2 separate regions of the Mus musculus genome follow, and region 2 is linked to region 1. Evidence: chromatin contacts called from public HiChIP or PLAC-seq data. All regions are on one chromosome and are shown on one strand. Each heading gives the region's core, a stretch centred on a gene start, on an enhancer-like site or on the middle of the called end of the contact. The rest is flanking DNA. Distances are from core to core; before and after follow the strand shown.

Region 1 (6,982 bases), core at 3,194-5,693:
TTAATTTCATAGTCTCTAATGAAGGCACTGCAGGAACACACTACAACAGTATTCCTTTAATCGAGTCAGGCAAAGCACAGTGCTTATTACACACCATACAGTCTCCTCCACGACACCCACTATCATGACTCAGTGCTAAGCAGTAGCAGGACATCACCTTCAAGCTAATTTTCATAATTGTAACTATAAAGAACAAGTCAGACAGGGAGAGACAGAGCTCCTCTGCTTAGGGCATGAGTAGAAAGGAATTCCAAATGCCTTCTGATTTGATCTGCCCCGTAAGCCACACAGCACTCTCCAAGGAAGCTTTGCAAATGGCCTGGGCTTGCACAAGGTATTATTTGAAAGCCATATACTGAATAGCTTCCAAAATTGGGATAGGAGGGCATGGCAGAGGAGGAAGTTCAAGGAGGGACATAGAAGTTCAGCCTCACAACGCTGGGAAGTGCCATGCAGGATAGCAGAGAACTCGAGTCACTATCAGTCTTATCCAGCTGTGAACTCTGAGCTCTGCAGCAATGACCTGCCTGGCAAGATATGTTCACTTGGTGCAATAGTGGTGCAAATGTCATGGGAATAACCAACGACTTTCTGCTTCAGTTCAAGGTCTTCTCCACAAGATGAAATCTATACCTGGCATGGTAACTGGTCCAAAAACCTGTGGCTAGACAGGTCATGGGCCTTCAGGGAGCCCCTGCTATTGTTATTCTGCTAATAAATAGACATAGTATTAAAAGTAACTCCTAAAGGCTTATAGTTATTTTCATAGATGGATGCATCTCTCAAATCCCATCAGAGAAGCTCTTTTGATGATTAGCACGTAATCCTACAGTTGGTCAAGGTGCAAACTGTGGAATGTTCAGCCATAAACAAGACGTCTGTATCACACCCTTTCTCCCCAAGCTTAGGGGTAATTGTGGAAGAGGGAGAAGGAATATTCTAGGAGTCAAAGGTGGTGGATGATGAGAGCAGTATTTTTCAGACATAATAAGGCATCTGCACATTGGATTCACAGCAGCCGTGTCGCATGCACAAAGTCTGCCCACGCTCAAGCCAGACAGAATCCCAGCATGGAACCTGAATATGGTTCCCACCCTTAACTGAAGAGTTATTGGCAATTGATTGTGATTGGAGAAGAGATGGAGTCTGTTTTCTTTCATAACGTGACCCCTGTTAGGTCAACCGTGATCTAGTGGAAGGTCACACATCCAAGAGCACATACGCAGCACAAATTCAAGTTGGTGAGTTGAAAAAAAAAAAGAAAGAACAGGACATAAAGATAGGTGGGTAGGGAAGGTGGTGGATCTGGGAGGGATTGTGGGAAGGGTAAAAGTGATCAAAACACATTTTATGAAATTCTTAAGGAACTAATAAAATGCAAATAAACAAGCTAATCTCTGTAAAAAGTAATTCCCTCCACTCTAAAAATAGATAATATAGACATCTCACTTCACTGATGTTGGAGTAACTTCACGGCTCAGGTTCTCAGAGGGCTAGCCTGTGCCACAGTGTCTGCTTACCTTCTCTAGACTATGAGCTGCTTTTGAGCATAGTTTAGCTCTGTTCAACATTGTGTCTCCAATTCTGGTCACAAGGACTGTCCAAAGCAGGCAACAAGAGTAAACATGAAAACAGATTTCCTTCTTCCTCAGGGGAAGCTACTCTGATTAGTGGGACAGCTTCTCACTACATTCTTTTCTGGACACTCATACAAATGCACATGTGTGAACGTGTATGCACACAGACACACACACACACACACACACACACACACACACACACCTCACCTCACCTCACCTTTACTCTGGGAAGAGCCATGACTAATATAGAACATTGTACCCTTCATATCTTGAGTCCTCGGGCTCCTTCTGGACACACCTGTTTATACCGCTGGGAAGCTCTTTATTCTATCCTTCCTCCTATTCCCAGAAATTTTCTCCTCTCTTGTGCTCAGTGTGAGCATGAGGCTGTCTTGGTCAGTGTTCTATTGCTGTGAAGAGACACCATGACCATGACAACTCATAGAAAAGAGAACATTTAGTTGAGGCTTACTTACAGATTCAGAGGTTCAGTGTACTGTCATGGCAGAGAGTCTGGTGACAGGCAGGCAAAAATGGGGCCAGAGTGGCTGAGGGTTTTACATCCAAATCTGAAAGCAGCAGGAGAAGTGAGGGAGACACTGACTGGCTTGGGCTTCTGAAAGCCCAAAGCCCACCCCAGTGACACACTTCCTCCAACAAGGCCACACCTCTTAATCCCCTTCAAGTAGTGCCACTCCCTGATAACCAACCATTCAAGGGTATGAGTCTAGCGGGGCTATGTTCAGACCACCACATACCCATAGTTGTCTTTCCCATTCTTCACACCGTAAACTTCTTATGCCTACGCTGACTTGATCTGCTCCAGTTCACTAATGTCTTTCCTAGAGTCAGTTCAAATTCATCCTCGAATAAATAAATACCAAGTTTTAGCCCAGCCTTAGCTACATAAAACCCTATCTACAACAAAATAGCACATGTACAAGCATTTTCCAGGGTTCTGATTATATCATAACTTGAGAGGTAAGGAAATATGGGGATATTATCCCAGAGCCATTATGCCACGTGTTCATCACTGTATTTGATGCCATTTCCCTTGGCACCCTTACTGCTAACACTGGTGATAAGCAGAAAGGCAGAGTCCAAACCACCAGTCACTCAGTGCTTTGATGTAAGTGAGTTATGCACTGGAAGGAAAAAGCCAAATGGGTGATACGGTATGAATATTGCTTGAGACATCCCTACTTCTGTGTGCTGAACACGTAGTCCCCAGTGCAAAAGGTCTGCAAAGGCGGAACTACTAAGAGGTGATTAGGTAATAAGGACTCTGGTCTCATGAATGGATTGATGCTATGGCCCGGTTATCTGGTCCTGATAAAATGATAACTTTGCTCAACTTCCTCCCCCCCTGCACTCACTTGCCCTTCTGCCACCTTAAGACACTGCACCAAGGACCTTGCTGGGTTCTAGAAACACTCTTGTGGTTTCTAGCCTCCAGAGTCATACGAAATATTCTTCATGAATTATTCAATCTGTGGCATTATATGGGAGCAGCAAAAAAAAAAAAAAAAAAAACAAGCTAAGATGATGACATTCCAGAAAGAAAATACGTCAAGACAGAACACAGCCAGACAGCAGCTCTCCCAGCCTGGCATGGGTGAGTAAGGGCCATCTGGAGGAAGATGGAGAGAGCCAGGTGCAGCCTAGATTCCAGCCTACACATCTGTAAGCCCTGCTATTGGGAGGTGAAGGCAGGAGGGTCAGGAAGGAGCTTCAGGTCTTAAAGACAAAAACACAAAGCAAGCTGCAATGCGAGCAGCAAAGCACCATGATTCCCTCACTATGTTCCCAGGACAGCTCTGTCTGCCTCACAGAGGCAGCACCGCAAGTCTGTGGGTCCCTGCACTTTCACAGCCTCAGTTTTTCTCTTGTGTACCTTGTGATTTTGTGTTTCAGGAATTTTAGATTCCTGTCCGCAGGAAGCTGACCTTCTAATGTGAGATCCTTTTAGTTTTGTGATTTATCTGCTGTCTTCAGGAAAATCTTAATTGAACCCCAGGGAACGCTTTTTCCTCTTCGGTTCAGATGATGTTTTTAAAAAATGGCTAGGAAAACACCACAATGGCTCTCTCACAGACAGCAGGCATACCACAGAGTGATATCCTCAGTGCAGACTCGCTTCAAGGCCACACAGGAAGCAGCTGCAATTGCTTTCAGTGTTTCAAGCAATCTGGTATGAGTCCCAGCAAAGGCAACGCCAAAGCCAAAGCCACCTTGCTCAGGAAACAGAAGCACTAGGGAGCTGTGAAGTATCTGACATGGGGAATTTCACTTCCCTAGAATTTTAGGAAATGCAGCTCTGCCTTGTGTTTCCCTTTGCTTGGTTTTGTTTTGAATTCCTTGACTAAAGAGTTCCTGTGTGGCTGTACGATTCCATTTTTATATTGCTGGAAAAACATGGCCAAGCTGGAGAGACAGACAATAGCAGTTTCCAGGGGCTGAGGGCGACAGACAGAGTTGGCTACAAAGGGTCAGGTCGTGCTTTGTTTTGGTTTTTGGTGGAGAAAGCTATTAAGCAACTGGATTTTTGGTGATGTTTACATCATGGAACTTTACACTAGAAAGAGTAATTTCCCTATAGAAGATTTTAAACAGTGAATTATAGTTTATCGTCTGAGGATAGTGTTCTGGTGACCCAACTACCTTTTCTGCCAATTCCATCCTCCTTTCTAGCTGGTAAGCACTAGTTTTGCTTTCATTCCCGATATCAGACATCTTTCAAAAATGACTTTTAGATGTGTAACTGCCTTAAAAGATAGGACATGACAGAATACCAACAACATGTAGGAGCAAATATCATTAGTATTTAAATATCTTGAGATCTTAATAGAACATTCTAAAACTCAGAACTATTAGTCAGCCAAATACTTCCTTTTTTTTTTTTTAGCTTGCCTTGGTATTTTGCCCATATTCAAAAAGCTGTATTTTTAATAGCTATTGCTAATTTCTTAGTGCATTTACTTATTTATATATTTCATGATAAAGTATATTTAACAATTGTATCCTCAGATACATTTAATAAGTGCAATAATCAAGAACTTGAGAAAGCAACAGATGCTTCTACAATGGGATTCTGTGACACAGAGATGTCTATGGTGAGTTGTGCTCCTGCACATACCACCTCCAGCCCTCCGCTCTGCCCCTATAAACGTGCTGTGTGAAGGAATAGATGCTTCCAGTAGAGCATTCTCATCATGTACCTGATGCTTTGGGTACAAAAACTTCAGCTTTGTCTGGGTTAGTTTTTGTCAACGTGAAGCCATTAGAGTCACCTGGGCAGAGGGATCTTCGGTTCAGGAATTGTCTCAGTCAGACTGACATCTTTGAGTGGGCCTCTGAGGCATTTTCTCAATGAATGGTTGATGTGGAAGGGGCGAGTCCTCTTGGGGTATGCCACTCTGGGCAGGTGACCTTGGACTGTATAAGAAAGCAAGCTGAGCAAACCATGGGAAACAAGCTGAGAAGCAGCGTTCCTCTGTGTCCTCTGCCTCAGTTCCTGCCCCGAGGCTCCTGCTTGAAGTTCCTGCTCTGAGATCTCTCAGGGATGGAATGTGACCCAAGAGTTGTAAGATGAAGTAAACACTTCCCTCCCTCTTGGTTTTGGCCAAGAGAGAAACCTGATTAGTACATTCTGCTTTTCATATACTACTTAGCCTCAGCTTTTGTATCTGACTAGGAATTGGGTGTTTTCATACATGCCCCGCCCCCCCCCCAACTCCTATTCTTCTTCATCACTGTTTTCCCCTGGATTCATGGGCAGTTCTTGTGGACTGTCTGATTCTTCTACACTTTATTATGTGTCCTATGTCATTTGGGGTTCATTTGTAGAGCTAAGCTATTGTAGGCGTTCTAAGTTTGATTATGAAAACTGGCAACTATTACTGGATGGTGGCATTTGACTGACTACAACTATTCACTGAAAACTCCCTGAAAGAGTCTTGCATGACATGTCTGAACATTTTTCTTCATTTTGGTGGAACTCAAGTTTCACAGTTTCTGGCAAAGACCGTAGACTTCCACAAGCTGGAGACAAAAAGGATTTGGCCCAGAAAGTGGGTGTGGCTCCTCTGTCTCAATGTGCCTCATTGCCTCCTGAAGGCAGATGCTTTGCTTACTCTGTGGTTGTCTCTAATCCCTCCCTTGATATCCCTTTGGACTCAACGTCTACCCTCTTATTCTGCTCTCCTTTCACGTTGCCAAGGCAACTCTTCACAGGTGTGGCCCAAGGCTAATCTAACCTTGGCAACTCCTTAATTGAGGTCTCCTCTTCCTAGGTGGCTCTTGGTTGTGTCAAGTTGAAAATAAAACCAACGAGGACACCTCCTCACTCCCAGACTACAGTAAGTAGCCTTGGGAATTTGGCCATGAAAACTACTCAGCAAACAAACAAACAAAACCAGAAGAAAACTGCTCAGGAAATATTGAGAGAATGGGTAGATGGATGGAAAGGAAGCTGGAAGAGAAGAAAGAAGAGAATGGGAATAAGGAAGAAAAGAAACAATGGGGTAGTTATTTTTAATAACACATGTGGGGCAGTGGACGGTGGCAGGAAACTTGGTAGAGTGGGTTTGAGACCCCAGCACTCGGGTACTCACCTGAGATGGTAGGTGCCTCCCTGGTCCCTGCCAGAGTCCTGGCCTGGAACATGTGCCACACACCCCACATTGGTCACATAGGCAAAAACAGAGTTCTCCATGCTAATGAGGTACCAAGAGGTCCTGATGGTTGAGCCAATAAGCTTCCCTTTACAGACGTTTCTCCTACAAAAGATATTTAATCTCTGGTCCACTCTGAGGAGTGGCTGTGCATAAACAGTACAGATAAACATGGACTGTCTCTTTCATCGAGAACTGCCGCTGTAGGGAGCACAGAGAAGGCCTTTGCCTACAGAGCCACAGCCTAAATCTCCCATAGAAGGCCTCTCTGCACTTCCAGACAACCGCTGCTAAGCTAAGGACAGTCACAAAGCGAAGCCAGAGTTCCCTATTTCCCTAGCCCTGGGTTCGTTGTTGTCCTTAGCCCATGGTTCCACAAATCTGTTCCCAGCTCTTTGATACCCATTGGTACCTGAATGTCCAGGAGCTTGTCTCAGGCCATGGACCCCCAACCCTTCATTCCAACTCCTCAGTGTGGCACCCAGCAGCAACTGTATGTCTGGGAGTCAGAAAACCCCAGCTTTAGCGCCCATATCTTAGACTGCATTTTCCCACCCCTTGAAGGGTGCATAGTGTTTCCCTAAAGCCTAGCACCCGATGGGGTGGCAGTGACTTAGGGTAAACATAGTCAAGCACTGCCCGAGATTTGCCTCCCCAGAAGCTGTGCCCAGACCCCAGCAGCAGGGCAGAATGCAGACCCACAAACACATGGGCAAAGAATGTATAAAC
Region 2 (7,140 bases), core at 2,974-5,473, 280 kb after region 1:
TGTCGGGTGTGGTGGCGCACGCCTTTAATCCCAGCACTCGGGAGGCAGAGGCAGGCGGATTTCTGAGTTCGAGGCCAGCCTGGTCTACAGAGTGAGTTCCAGGACAGCCAGGGCTACACAGAGAAACCCTGAATCAGACCATTTTTCTCTGAGTATGATGTCTTTGCTGAGAGGTATTCACTCGCTGCTCATCAGTCCAGAGGGCGTCATCACAGGGCCAGCCTTTGTGTGCCAGTAAGTTAAAGTGCTTGAACATAATAGTAACACAGATGTATGTTTGTCATGTATATGTGAGGGAGAATGAAAGGGGAGCAAAAGAAGGGAATGACTGAGTCCCACAGGTCCATGGGAGAGATTCTTGTCTCCACTGGGAGGAGTTGGGACAGTACTGGAAGTCGGCATCTTTTTGACATCAGAAGGGAGATGTATTTAGGGTTTCAGCTTCAGAGAATGCAGCTTGCATTACTCACTAGTCAAGAAACCCTCGGAGTTAGCCAGTGTTTTTGACGTTTCTTTATTTGATAACACATAACCTTAATAGTTCATTAGAAGACTTAAAAAATAACAAAACCAACTGCATGCGAGTCCTTTAGTATTGTACCTAGGACATTAAAGACCCAGGAAGGGTGAGTCAACATAATTTTATTAATGAGGAAGGAACCTGAGGGAGCTTGAGAGTAGCTATTGAATTTGTGGAAGATTTAGTCCTTTGGGAACTTACCGTGTTGAATAGTGGGCTCTGCCTTGAAAAGCAGATGAAAATTAGTGGCTTCGGTACATCCTTTCTCTTGCAAGATTCTGCTTTCTCTTCTTCAAACAGTGGGGGAGTCATTAGAGTTTCTCCATTAGGTTTAATTTTATTTCAGCAGACGTTATAGGCTGATCTCAGGGAAATTAAATAACAGAAGGAAAACTAGGGCAGAGACGGATGGGGGGTCAGGGCTCTGGCCAATGACACAGCGGATGGGGGAGAACTATTCAGAGTCCATGTAGGTGCAGGAGGTGGTGATGGAGATGGACTGTGAAAGCTTGCATAAACCTTCTCTCAGCTGTAGACACAACAACCCCCAAATTAATTTGTTTAATTAGATTATAAAATCTTTATATATTCCTTATTAAGTTTGAAATATAGTTACTCATAGTTCTAGCAAGTTGAGATAACTACTATATACTTTAACTCCCTTTTAGAGCTAGTATGGTAGCTTCTAGCACTTAGGAGGCCGAGGCAGGAGGATTACCCTGAATTGGAGGTCAGCTTTGGCTACATAGTGAGTTCCAAGGCACTGTGAGTTAAGAGTGAGACCCTGTCTTCAGGCACAGCAGTGCAAAGCAGAGCTGGGGATAGGGCTCTGTGGGTAAAAGCACCTGCTGCACGAAGCTGGCTCGGGACTCTGATCCCAGGAGCCACGGACTCGGGAACATTGTCTTCTGACCATCACACCTAAACGGGGCTGCCCCTCTCCAGTAATAGAATAAATTCATTAAAATTGTTTTATAAAAATCCCAGTGTCTTCCATCCAATTCAGAAGTCCTGCACACCCATTATTTAGTTTAAGACATGGCTTTTTCTCACTGAAGGTCTATGCGTAGGTAATTGTTGTAATTTTGAGGCAACTCTCCTGTATTTATGTGCCAATGGGTCTATACTTTGTTGAGATAGAGAAGTGGAAGATTTTTTTCTTCAGCTATATCTGTTTTTGGAAGTTCACATATTGAGAAACCTTGCTCTCTGTGCTCTTTAATTTGGATTAAAGAGTTTGAGTGACATCGATTTTTGTGACACTGGTGATGCTTTACCTTCAAAATTTTATTTTGGTTTTAGGATTAGAACCCTATTTTAACTTTTACTTCCAACTAATTGAATATATACTGAGAAAAAGTTAGCATACACAGTGTTTCTGTGTGTGTGTGTATTCCGTCTAGCTTCTTACACTCATTGCTGGAGTGTTTACTAAAACTACATAACATTAATATTGGCATTCCGCCATTCACACAACTGGCCTGGAATTTGCAGTGTAGGCCACGCTCACTTCATTCAGGATCCTCTTGGCCCGGCTTCCTGAAAGTTAGAGTTACAAGGGCAAGTCACCATGCAGATGGTTGATTTCTTAATATCAACCAAAACCATGATTTGTGATATTATGATTTCAGAACGACTAAATATCACTTTAGAAAGTAATTTAATAAACCTGTCTTCGTCTAAAGCACAAAGTTCAGCGGCTCCTGCTCCCATGCAAAGTCTAGCCTAGCCCTGTCTAGTTCTAGTCATAGAGCATTGCTTACCAAGTGTAACACAGTGTCATTTGAAGGACTAGCCATCATCTGCAGCTCTAGGGTGGGTTATCAGCCAAGCATACCTTGTCTTGCGGTAACTTAGCTTAACCTCAGGTAGTGCTGCCCTCTGGCTTTCTCTCGCGGTGTCTGGGGTTGTAAGCGCACTGGGAGGCTGAGTGCTGAGTGCGCGGCAGATGCTTTAGGATAGGGCTAAGCTTGCGATTGTCTTCAGAGTGCCATGGCTATCAGCTTGGTGTTGGGCCCATTTTGCTTTCAGCTCTTGTATTTGTTCATGAAAATCCGAGCACTACCACTGATAAGTGCTTGGTAGTTCAGGCCTGTCCCCGAGGGTTGTGCCGCAGAGGCAAACACAGACAGTAAGAGTGTGACAGTTCTGGGAATCACGGGGCCGGGGGGCTGGGTAACTGTGGGAAGTCTCCAGTTGCTTGCTCACATGTCCGTCCGGTGTGAACCCGAGCTCTGCTCTGGCCTTGGTCCCCCACCCTCAGCAGAGTCAGTGTGGTGTGTTCAGATGTCTTGTCACATCATGGAAGAACAATCTTGTGTGTCGTCAGGGGGTCGGACAAGTCCAGCCACTCAAAGCCCTGTCATTCTCAGTGTCCTTGATCTGCAGACACGGCTCTATAAATCTCTGGAACAAGTTTTCCCAACTTAGCTGTAGGTCTGCAGTAAAATAAAGCCCACTTGTCCGCTTCATCTTCTCCAGATTCTTGCTGCATTTGTGGTGATTAAGGTGACAGCCTCAAGAGGCACAGTCGTAAGCTGTCAATTCGTTCATCATCTCATACAGCGAGCCTGATTCATTCATTCAGTGAGTAGACACTGAGCATTTTCATGTGCTAGAAACTGTTTTACATTCTTGGGATATAACACAGAATACCTAGGTGATCTTCCAGACTACAAAGATCTATGACTAGGTAAGATACCGTAATTTAGCTAACAAAGATGTTCACTGTATGGAGAGAAGCGAGGTATGAAAGAGGGTGAGCGTCGACCATAGTGTGTGTGTATGTGTGTGTGAGTGTGTTCATGAAAAGCCTCCCTGAAATGAAGAGACAAACTAGGTTGATAGCCAGGAAAGGAAGGATAGTAAGTCAAAACGGAAGAGACAGAGCTGCGTTTGAGAGGGAGAAAGGGCAGTCAGAACGCCAGAGTGGCTGGGCAGCTTGAGGTCAGAGGTAGTGGGTACCAGGGACCTAGGATGCTTTACATCGTATAAAAACTTCATCTTTTCACGGCTGGAGAGATGTCTCAGTGGTTGGGAGCTATGACTGCTTTCAGAGGACCCACACTGGGTGTCTCACAACCCCTCTAACTCTGGCTCCAAGGGATCTAAGGCTGTCTTCTAGCTTTCACAGGTACCTGCGTGAACCTGGTACACACACATAGGAAAATAAATATTTTTTTAAAGAATGAAATTTTAATGTGTTTGAATTTGTAATGACTACGGACCTTTTTATATTCTATCTCATTCTCTACGCTATCTATCTATCTGTCTGTCTGTCTATCTATCTATCTATCTATCTATCTATCTATCTATCTATCTATCATCTATCTTTCTATCCACCTACCTACCTATCAGATATCAGAGTACCCTATAGTAAGCAGAAGATGGCATCAGTTCAAATTGTTTCTATGAGGGATTCAAATGTTTCTGCTACCATACTATGTAGGGAAGCCTAGAATAACTCCATATGTGCAGACTCAGGCACTGGAAACAATAGGGTTGATGGGAAAAGAGAGTTAGGGTAGGACACTAAACCAAGAAAGCTTAAAGAAAGTCCAGTAATTGCTAAAAGTACGAATGAATAAACAGCTGTCTAGAGTTATGCCTGTTGTTTATCTAGGCTCACACTGGGGAAGGTCTGTGTCATCTCATGTTATGGAATCCTGTGTCCTTTGAGAAGGAAGTCTTGCTTCTGATACATCATTTCATAAGAGGCAAAGGGCTGGTCTAGTGTACAGCCTGATTAGTTCAGACAGAGAGGAAGGCCTGGGCATCTCCTTCTGCATCTGCAGCCCACATTGAAAAGAAGTCAGTGTTCTGAAGCCACTGAGTTGGTCACCACATAAGCTCCGGGAAGTCATTTCTGTAGATCTCCAGCCATCCTCCCACCCAAGGTTGTCTTCTGTTGCCAATGCTTTCTCTTTAATAATAGTGAAAAAAACTTACCTCTGCTTGAACACATCAGCATGCTGGGAAAAATCTCCTGGGAGCCAGTGTGACCTTAGGACATAATGCTGACTGATGCCAGTTGGGTATGAGGCCGGAAACACTGTAGAGTCGACTGTACTGCTGCCCTCGTTGTTTCTTAGGTCTGACCTGCAGCTAGGATCAGCTTCTTTGCGATTCTTGTTCAAATAGATACTCAGGGATTGCAGATATGGTTCAGTTGTAACATACTGGTCTAGCAAACATGCAGACCTGGGGTTTTATTCCTAATACTGCACGTGAAGATATGTGGACATTTAGCAAGAAATACCATAACATTAGTTTAATAGTGTGAAGAGAGGTATAATAGTGTATATTTTTAAATCTAGCACTTGGGAGGCTGAGGCAGAACTGCAGGTTCAAGGCTAGCCTGGGCTATTTAGACTTCAAGGTTATTCTGGGTCATTAATGACTTGATATCTCAAAAACAAAAATAAAAATAAAACAAATGTGGAAAAAAAGCCCAACATCTGTTTTAAAAGCAATTTTAAAAAAATCACACATATACAAATAGTGTTGCGTTGGGGATGAAAATGGCTCAACTGTTTGGAGCACTGGCTGCTCTTTCAGAGGACATTTTAATTCCCAGCATTCACAATGGCAGCTTATAACTATCTGGAGTGCCAGTCCTTAGAATCTCATGCTCTCTGTTGGTCTCTACAGGCAGTGCACACACATGGTACACAGACAGTCTCTCAAACACGCATACACATAACATTAAATAAAATGTCAAAAAACCTTAACGTATTTAAATAAAACCCATTGCTACATCTTTAACAAGACTCACTTGTTAGGTAACTTAATGTCTTTGACAGTGAGGACTTAGTTTACGTTAGACATTTATACTGAGATTATTATCACCATTAACATTGTTCTAGAAGATTAATTAGTGCAGTAAGCCATAAAGCCAAAAACAAGAAGAATGACTGTAAGCGGTGAGTTAGGAAACAAAATCAACTACATTTATTAATAAGTTCTGTGGAACACAGTAGTCTGCATGTGTAGTTAAGTAAGAAGTTGTTTATTAAAGGAGTCATTGTGAATCAACAAACCATTTATTAGTTATTAGATTTAGTTAAAAGCTTTGGATAACTTAAAATGTGAATCACAGTAAATCCTAAGAAATAGATAGCAGGTAGAGACAATTTCAAATAGTCAAGGGACTTAAAAGCAGCGAGGGAAAGAAAATCTGAAGTCAGCCTGACTTGACTATGCAGAACTTTATTTTTACATAACAAATGGGATGGTAAAGTGAGTCACTGCATGTGATCCTGTTGGGATTTGTCCAAAGGAATTAAAAAACCAGAACAGTCAGATGTGGTGGCTCACACCTGTTACTCCAGCACTCAGGTTGTGGAGGCAGGATTTATTTTTTTTTTTTATAGGTTTTCTCTGTGTAGCCCTGGCTGTCCTGGAACTAGCTCTGTACACCAGGCTGGCCTTGAACTCAGAGATCTGTCTATTTCTGCATTGTGTGCCACCACTGCCTGGCTGGTTTGTTTGTTTGTTTGTTTTCCTTTCCCTTTGAGTTTACCTTTCATTGTAGGAACTAGGCTTCAATTGGATTTCTGTAGAATTTATTTGCAAGCTGGGTGTGATACTGCTAGAAGCCCTGTAGTTGTTTGATGGCTGTTCCAGGGAATTATTACTTTGGTAGTTGCTTTTAAGGGACTAATGGAGATAGGTCTTAAAACAGAACAGGGCTTGTAATGGACACAGAGAGGCCTGAGTGTACCCTGGGGGGTGGGGTGGTGGGGTGGGGTGGGGCTGGCTTCCTGAATAGGGTATAAACTAGTCAGTACCAGGTCTGAGACTTACTAGTTTTGGTGACAGTCAAAAATGGCTTCTTAGGGGTGGGGCATGTTAATGACTAGTTATGGAGATTGATAGCTGCTTGTTTTTTTGTTGTTTTGTTTTGATTTTTTCGAGACAGAGTTTTCTCTGTTTAGCCCTGGCTGTCCTGGAACTCACTCTGTAGACCAGGCTGGCCTCAAACTCAGAAATCCGCCTGCCTCTGCCTCCTGAGTGCTGGGATTAAAGGAGTGCGTCACCACGCCCGGCCAGCTGCTTGCATTTTTAAAGCACTTATTTACTGTAGTTTGATCTGTTGCCCCACCCCTACCCCCTTAATAACAGAATTAGTGCCAGTCATTTACAGGGCTATTAAGTGGATGCCTCAGTGTTATTCCTTACTTACTTGGGAATTTCTAGACTTTTCTTCTGGCCTTTAATCACTTTCTAGATCTCTCTAGCTGGTTTGTCTTACAGAGCTTGTGATGTGAGCGTGTGTTCTCCTGGAAGCATTTATGCTGCTGAGACCATTGACTCTCAGAACTAGGAGTTGTCGTCTCATACTGGTGTTTGATCTTAGAGTTTCCGTTGTTCTCTTCTTTACCTTGAGTAATCTGTTGGCTTTTGAGTCTTTGGTAGTTCAAATTTAACACTAAAAGGGGTGTAAAGGTTTTGGGACAATGTGTCACCCTCACATTTGTAGTCCCTTGACTGATTAGTCATCTTTGGGGTAACTGGGGGCCAGCTGGGTTGTCTGGTGATGAAGAATTGCTCAAAGTCAGGGTACCCTTTAGTACCTTCACCCTGACTTGGGAGCATCTGTGAGGAGAGGATAGCGGTGC

What was found. HiChIP or PLAC-seq counts read pairs in DNA pulled down with a chosen protein or histone mark.
Region 2: an H3K4me3 HiChIP or PLAC-seq map of bone marrow-derived macrophages shows a contact between it and region 1, with 4 times the contacts expected there. The contact joins two enhancer-like sites. A contact is called at or near these places in 4 of 115 datasets of contacts at active chromatin or transcription factors (the NIH/3T3 cell line, bone marrow-derived macrophages, embryonic stem cells and 1 more).

Annotation. Positions count from the first base shown.
Region 1 is chr4:53,183,533-53,190,514 of GRCm38.p6, forward strand. No RefSeq gene overlaps it. Among named protein-coding and RNA genes, the nearest start is that of Abca1, 27 kb to the left of the region's middle. Within about 2 kb of position 4,444, at least 107 of the 459 cell types and tissues checked have an H3K27ac peak or open chromatin away from gene starts, as enhancers often do. A contact at or near this core is called in bone marrow-derived macrophages, where this site is marked.
Region 2 is chr4:53,460,283-53,467,422 of GRCm38.p6, forward strand. The region is part of intron 1 of Slc44a1 (solute carrier family 44, member 1); the gene reads left to right. Among named protein-coding and RNA genes, the nearest start is that of Slc44a1, 23 kb to the left of the region's middle. Within about 2 kb of position 4,224, at least 9 of the 459 cell types and tissues checked have an H3K27ac peak or open chromatin away from gene starts, as enhancers often do. A contact at or near this core is called in bone marrow-derived macrophages, where this site is marked.